2 separate regions of the Mus musculus genome follow, and region 2 is linked to region 1. A link is a contact called in public promoter capture Hi-C data. All regions are on one chromosome and are shown on one strand. The core of a region is the stretch at or near the end of the contact, and the rest is flanking DNA. Distances in the headings are between cores, read along the strand shown.

The links. Promoter capture Hi-C pulls out the DNA fragments that hold promoters and counts their contacts.
Region 2: a promoter capture Hi-C map of stem cell-derived epiblast-like cells shows a contact between it and region 1, with 2.8 times the contacts expected there. The contact joins the enhancer-like site here to the promoter of Prmt9 in region 1. A contact is called at or near these places in 8 of 39 promoter capture datasets (the 3T3-L1 cell line, 3T3-L1-derived adipocytes, the C10 cell line and 5 more), 1 of 484 Hi-C or Micro-C datasets (B cells) and 2 of 115 datasets of contacts at active chromatin or transcription factors (embryonic stem cells and large pre-B cells).

Annotation. Positions count from the first base shown.
Region 1 is chr8:77,547,679-77,551,582 of GRCm38.p6, forward strand. It overlaps Prmt9 (protein arginine methyltransferase 9), which reads left to right and starts at 1,719. Exons shown (of 12, transcript NM_001081240.3): 1 at 1,719-2,058. The coding sequence starts at 1,870.
Region 2 is chr8:78,629,178-78,633,081 of GRCm38.p6, forward strand. The region is part of intron 5 of Slc10a7 (solute carrier family 10 (sodium/bile acid cotransporter family), member 7); the gene reads left to right. Among named protein-coding and RNA genes, the nearest start is that of Gm39203, 44 kb to the right of the region's middle. Within about 2 kb of position 1,789, at least 60 of the 459 cell types and tissues checked have an H3K27ac peak or open chromatin away from gene starts, as enhancers often do. A contact at or near this core is called in B cells, where this site is marked.

The DNA of each region.
Region 1 (3,904 bases), core at 469-2,968:
TCTCCCCGGAAACTCTACTATCTTCCCAAATAGCACCACCAGTTCGGGACCAAGTGTTCAAACAAACACCACTCTCTCTCTCTTAGTTTCTTTTCCTGTTGCTGTGATAAAAGACTCCGACAAAAGCAATTTAAGGGAGAAAGAGATTGTAGGGAAGCCAGAGCAGCAGTCGCTGGTCAAATCATTGTCACAGTCAGGAAGCAGAGGGTGCTGGGTATACACTGTTGCTGGGTTTTCTTTCTCCACTAATACAGTCCAGGATGGCAGCCAGGGAAAGGTGTTTACCCACAGTAGGTAAGTTTTTCTACCCCAATTAAAGCAATCAAGATAATCACCCACAGCTATGACCAAAGGTTGGACTCTGGGTGAGTCTAGATTCTGTAACATTGCAAACCAAAGTCTCTGTCAAGGACTGGGCTGTGTCTCTCTACCCAGCCTCAGTCTATCACCTCTAAATTATACAGGATGCAAATAACATTATACATCTTTGGTTAAATGTTTACGGGAGTAATAACATTTTTTAAGGTTTAGATAATTTCTAAATGTTTCTAGATAATGCCAATTAATTACATTAACTATGTATATATAAGTAAAATGCTTTTCTAGATTATTACATTGTATAGTTAGAGCACCCTTATGAATTAAGCCAGGAAGAGAGCTTTATTAGGTCTGTCTGAATGTCTCAAGGGAGGGATGCTAGACTGGAACGAGAAAACCCTTCCCACAAGCCAATTAGTCTTTATGTTCTACTCAGTTCCATTAGGTATAGAGGCCTGCCTCTGTATTTCCATCTCACTAAATACTGTATAGTTAAATCCTACATTGCTTAATACACAAAGCATCAAACAAGGACGATATGAATAGCTAGGAAAATACATAGGCAAAATTAAAGAGCAGGAGAAACACTTTTCATCAAGTGCAAGATATATTAAAATTGTCGTTCTGTACATATTCAAATAATTGTGATTAGTTCCTGTCTTCGAAGACCTTTCTTAGGTACATAGGTATCTGCTTACAAGAGTGGATCAGACAATAAGATACTAGAGAAAGCAAAAAGACACATAAAGGATGGACTTGGGAGAACTGGAGAATTTTAGCTTAATATCCAAAATGGTGTATCCTCCATTTCACATTGTTAACCACTGTATGCACCGCTAATCTCTTCAAAATGGGAACAAAAAATAGCTTTCGCTATAATTTCTATACATTGCTTTAAAAGTTTGGATTTATATCTTAGAGGCCACACTTGACATCAGTCTTCTTTGTTAATGTGCATGTCATCAGGAAATTCAGACTCGGCCGTACCCATCCCACTGTTCAACCTTGAAGCAGTTCTCCGTGATGGCCTTTTCCTTTTTTTTTTAGAGTGTGATCCCAAGTTCCACCTCACTGAGTTTTGTGAGAATACTTAATACTAGGAGAGTACACAGTGATTAATTTAAGGAGCTTTTATTTCGTTTTGCAGTAGTGAGTCTGGTGCGATGAGATTCAGAAGGCCTGGAGCTTCGCACAAGCAGGACTAGAGCAGGGTTTGGAATTCGCAGCCGCACTCTCCAGGAGGCAGAGAGAGGGTGGAAACCTTTGGTTGCAGTCTGCCAAAAAACCCCATTCCAGAAAATGACTTTACAGCCTAGTACTCCAAGACCATAGTGGGCCGCGGGGCGCTCCCTGGTGTGACGTCATCACAGCGCTTCGCCGCAGGATGCGCGCGCAGCCCTGTCCGCCGCTGGGAAGGCGGGGCTTCCTGCTGTGTGCACCCAGTGCCTCTGTGCGTCCAGTTGCTGCGACCGGCCCAGGGAAGCGCGCCGTGGAGACTCTTTTCCCGGACGAGGCCATCCTCCTTCGTGGGCTTCCGAGCGAGACTTATCCATGCCGAACTCGAGGCCCAGGCCCCGCCGGGGCGCCGGGGGTGGCGCAGGTGCGGCCGGCCGGGACCGGCTGGTGGCACGGTCCTTGCAGAGTGCTGAGCACTGTCTAGGTGACCAGGACTTCGGCACTGCTTATGCCCATTACCTTCTGGTGCTCAGCCTGGCGCCAGAGCTAAAAGACGACGTGAAGGTGAGGCCTTATTTTTTTCAGTGGCTAGCAAATCCTGTGATCTGAGCAGGAACAACAGGGTATGGTGTGTGTGTGTGTGTGTGTGTGTGTGTGTAACAGAGACGAGAGACAGGGAGAGACAGAGACACCGAGACATACAGAGACAGAGACGGACTCTCCAAGCATCGAATTACTATAGCCTACAGCCCATCTCAATACAGCCAGGTTTTAGTAACAAAAGTCAAAAGTTGTCACACATCTGTTTCAAAATTTCTGCCTCACTTAAGATTCCAAAGGCCTTTTAAATGGGATAGGACTGGGTAGTTCTTTTTCCCCTCCAGTATCTAATTTAAATTAGCCCTGCCTTGTAGGCGTTGCATTATCTTGTGTAGAAAGAATGCTGTGTATCCTGAGGTTGGATAAAGTGTTCAGTCATAAGGAACTTTTAATATTTGTTGATTCGTCTTACTTGCATCAGTTAACCGGTTGAACTACTGTATTTTTTTTTTTTAATGTTAGAATCTCAATTTCAAAAAGTAACTTAATTGCATATACAGTTTTAAGCTGTGGACAGTCTTGCTTTGTTTAGTCCAGAGTTTCTCAACCTGACACTGGTGACATTTTGCACCAGACAGTCCTGTGTCTTCCTTCCTGTTTCACAGCACGGTTTGTCCTCTGCCCACTAGATGTCAGTAGCATTAGGCTTTTGTAGTCCAAAGAAATTTCAGGACCTGTTGGTTTACTTGGAAATATGCTAGTATGTTGGGTCGTTTGTTCCTCTGTGTAGAAAGTAGTAGAATAGTGTGTGTTCCTCTGTGTAGACAGTAGTAGAATAGTGTGTGTTCCTCTATGCAGACAGCAGTAGAATAGTGTGTGTTCCTCTGTGTAGACAGCAGTAGAATAGTGTGTGTTCCTCTGTGTAGACAGCAGTAGAATAGTGTGTGTTCCTCTATGCAGACAGCAGTAGAATAGTGTGTGTTCCTCTATGCAGACAGCAGTAGAATAGTGTGTGTTCCTCTGTGTAGACAGCAGTAGAATAGTGTGTGTTCCTCTATGCAGACAGCAGTAGAATAGTGTGTGTTCCTCTGTGCAGACAGCTGTAGATAGTGTGTGTTCCTCTGTGTAGACAGCAGTAGAATAGTGTGTGTTCCTCTGTGTAGACAGCAGTAGAATAGTGTGTGTTCCTCTGTGTAGACAGCAGTAGAATAGTGTGTGTTCCTCTGTGTAGAAGACAGCAGTAGAATAGTGTGTGTTCCTCTGTGTAGACAGCAGTAGAATAGTGTGTGTTCCTCTGTGTAGACAGCAGTAGAATAGTGTGTGTTCCTCTGTATAGACAGCAGTAGAATAGTGTGTGTTCCTCTGTGTAGACAGCAGTAGAATAGTGTGTCTGTTTTCTGACAAGGGACTGAGGTGCATATTTTACATATCAAAGTGGATCTGGCCTCCAGGTTCTCCCAGCATCCCTCAGTCTCTATCTGGCATATCCTGCCCCCAACCCTGAACTTTCCAGCCCAGAGGCTGGGCTGCCCCTTCCCCAGAGGCTCTTCCCTATATAACCTAGACATTTTGGTCCCCTCCCCCTTCTCCTCCTTCTCTCTCTGCTCCTAAACCCTTTCTTTCGTTCCTCTTCCCACCATCCCCATGGCAGCTTCCCTGGCCTCCTTCCTTGGGGCCAGTGAACTCGCCCACCTGAGAGCAGCTTCCCAATAAACCTACATTTGATTAATCTAACCTGGTTTGAGTTGGCACATTTCACTGGGAGAGAAATAACTTATCATAGTGGACCAACACAATTCTTTGCACAGTTCTAGCTGCTGCTTCTGAGAACAGACAAGATAAATAGTGTGTGTTGAAAATACATATAAAA
Region 2 (3,904 bases), core at 539-3,038, 1.1 Mb after region 1:
GTTCCATCCTCTTCTACTAAAATTCTACACAGCCCTGGAAGCTAATGTCTGTTCTGTTCCTGTGGCCCCTTCCGTTATCCACACTCCATTTGGACCAACCAAGTGGTTCCTGGCTTTGACTTCCTAAGCATTTGCCAGAGATACCCACTAAGATCAAAAACAACACTTCTGTGATACAAGTCAGTAAAATGAAATTCAGGAATGTGGTAGCAGGGCCCAGAGAGGTAGCTCAGTGGCTAAGAGAAATGTCTCAGTGGCTTAGAGAGAAGGCTTGGGGACACCTGTAGAAGGCCTGGGGTCAGTTCCCAGCACACGCACGACCACTCATAACATCTATAACTCCAGTTCCAGAAAGTCTCATGTGCCCTCCCACCTCCACAGGCAAACACTCACACAGAGAAAAATAAATGTAAGAACAGCTCAAACTGTAAACCCTCTTTCCTTGGGTGTCTTGGCACAGCAGCAGAGAAGGATGCGCCGCCCGAGTCCCGCTGTGGCTGTAAGAGGTGGATTTGGATGCCTTTATTCTGTCCTGTGACTCCTTATTTGCATTATGTCACATTCCTGCTGCACTGTAAGATAATGAGTGAGGAATCTGAGAAGTCCGTTCAGGAATGAGCTGTGTCCATCCTTGGAACCTCAGTTCTAGAGGGAGATAAATATGAATGCACTGAGGAGAACATTTGGTTAGGGGAGTCTGAGTTTGTTTCAAAACCTAAATCTGAGGGATTTGTATTAAGGCACTGTTATGCATGCCATTCACAAATGTGGTTATTTTTACTTTCTTTTCTTGCAAAGAACATAGATTGCTTTCTCAAGTTACCAGGAAAATGGCCAAATTAACCTCTGAGGTTGATTGCTAGATCATCTTTCCCTGGCCGTGATATGACTTACTGACTTTATCTCTCTCCCTTCTTTCCAAGTAAGCACTTGGAAAGATGAGTATTAGTGATTTTTTTGTTTTTTGTAGCGGTCACACACACAAGCGTGTGCGCACACACACACACACACACACACACACACACACTCTACCTGAAAGAAGAGAAGACTAGAGGGTAATTGTGGGAAAGGAGTGGTTGGGGTTAGGGCATTCCAGACTGTGGTGGCAGGAGCTTGCCACATGGCTTCTTTACATCTTGTCAGAGCAGGAAGCAGAAAGTGATTCCAAAAATAGGGGTGGTCTGGAACCCTGAAGACCCACCCACTCTTGATGCTTGAGTCCCCAACTTCCAAAAACACCAGCTGGGAGCCAAGTTTCAAACACTTGGGAGCCTGTGGGGGACACTTCCTATGCACACCACAGCAGGAAACAGGAAAGAGCGTGAAGCGTGAAGCAAAGAAGAGTAGTGCAAAATAAACGCTTGTTTTCATAAAAGCAAGTTTTCTTGCAGATGCACCCTGAGTTCTGTGAAGGAAGGGGGAAGTGAACCAGCGGGATTCTAACGCTGCCTCCGTATGCCCGGCAGTTCTGGGTCCTTTTGCTGTGCCTGCCTGGCCTTGAAGGGAAAACACTGACAGTTCTGACCTGACCTCCAGTGCCTGAGAGAGCAGCTCAGGCCGCTGACTCTGTTAGAAACAGAAGCTGACTCCAGTCTGCTCTTTCTTTTCAGTCATCAATGTGGCGATAGGATGGGGGTAGATCAGTAAGAAAGATAGCACAAATACATCGTCTGGTTCCTAAGCAAGATCTTTGAAAGAGAAATTGAGGAGGGAATAGCGGCCAGCCGTGAGGCACGGCAGAGGCAGTGTGTTGTCTTTTCTGAAGTGTGGTTTCCTCTTTACTGGATACAGAAGAGAACGGCCAAGCTGTTCTAAGCTTTAAAGGGCTTCGGAACTCTGAGTCTTAGAGCAAGCCTCGTGGGAGCGTGCCGGTTGTGACTGTAAGTCTACAGTGGCAAATTGTGTTAATTTGACTGAGGAGAAATGCTAACCATATTATATCAAATAACTGCCAGAAATAATTCTCCGCCATGCCCTGTGACTTTATTTTAATTGATTTTTTTTTCTTTCGGCTTCTGTGATTTTTGTTTATTCTGACACATATTTATTAAACATATGAAGAAAATTGTTTTGCAAATTACTTTTAGGGCCTTTACCTCAGTTGAATTGGGTGGGTTAGCCTGGTTTTTAGAGCTGCAGTCTAGCTTCTGTTTCAGACTCCAAGCTCCTGATGTAGCTTGTGGGACCCATCGGTGGCACTGCCTGACCACACCAGCAGTCCCAACAGTTACACGGTATGCCTAGCAATATCATTGGCTGTTTCATAAAGAGTTGAAAGTGAAAACTGAATTTGACTGATCGCTGTGAGGTACGTTCATATTAGGACTCTTAAGCTATGCTTCGGAATAAGCCACTCCCTGTAACATCAAAGATAATGCTGCTCACATTCCTCACTTTAGACTCTGTCACTCCTCAAGCCTTAGGAGTAAGCAAGCCTCCCTTATCTGCGGCAGAGCCCTCCCAGTATATGAACCTCAGGTGGACGTTCATGGAGACAGCATTCTGACCGGAGAGTTGACCTGTCAGATTGCCAGGAAAGACATGCAGTGAAGGTTGGGGAGATGCCTCAGTAGCTAAAGACTTGCCTGCTATACAACTGTGGATTGGGCTCCAGATCTGCATCATAAGGCTCAGTGGACAGGAAAGCCCACCGGTAACCATCGTACCTAAGAGGCAGATAAGGAGATTCCAAGGAGGGGCTGATTAGCAGAATCACTGGGCACCAGGTTCACCACAGTACCCTACCTCAAGCAAGGAAGACACCCAGTGTTGACCTCTGGACTCCACGTGTTCACATACGCACCCACCCACACACATATGTACATGTATACACACATGGCACACATACACATGTGTAAAAGTAGACGTTGAAGATAATCTTGTTCTCTTTATCTTCTGTGTTTGCCTTGATTACAGACGTTTAAAAGTGAAACTGTTCTATTATTTCAGATATCTGTCTAAAGAGAGCCATAATAATAATAATGCCAAACAACAGTTTTGAATGTTTACTGCATGCTGCACTACAGCATACATAGACACTAACGCCGAAAGGTAAACCTCTTTTCCTGTGATACCCAGGAAACCAAAGTGCAAAGATGTGAGCTGACTTGCATGGTTTGCAGGCAGCACTGAGTGGTAAGCAGGATTTAAACCAGGTGTCTGTGTTGCTAAACACAGTCCTGGTCACAGTGGTTGGCTTTCTCATTTTGGTGAATCTTCTAGGAGGCTGGCTAGTAACTGGTAACCCCTGCTGGGTGTTGCTGGGGCGGGGGGGGGGGCGGGGGGCGGGGGGGGGTACTCAGAAGCAAAGGAAGATAATGTATGCAGAGTGTTCTTTAAAATAACACCTCCATTTACCTAAAGCTGACTTGCCTAGCAAGACCTTTGAGATTCACCAGCACTGAGCCAATACCTGCAGCCCTTTGGTTGTCCTGAGGTCTCCTGTATGTGACTCTTTGGTTGTCCTGAGGTCTCCTGTATGTGACTCTTTGGTTGTCCTGAGGTCTCCTGTATGTGACTCTTTGGTTGTCCTGAGGTCTTGTCTTCTGTATGTGACTGGGCACTGCTGGGAGTTCTTTCTCACTGACTGCAACTTGCTTCCTATTGAGAATGAATATTAGGACATTTGGGCAAACTCTGCATTTGTAGAACTTTCACCCACAACATAAGTTGAATATATACTTCAAAATATAATAGTATATACCACCAATGTAATATCACGGCTTTCTTCAGAAAGGATGGAGGAAGAAGTGGGCACATCTTGTGTTCATTTACAGCCCTGCTCTTGTAGAATTTGAGGCTGGACAGAACTGTCCTTTGTGTTCTTCACACAGTCACGTTACCATCTTTATAAAAAGAGTAACTTGCGTTTCAGTGTTGAAGACTCGGGTGGATTAATTTCACC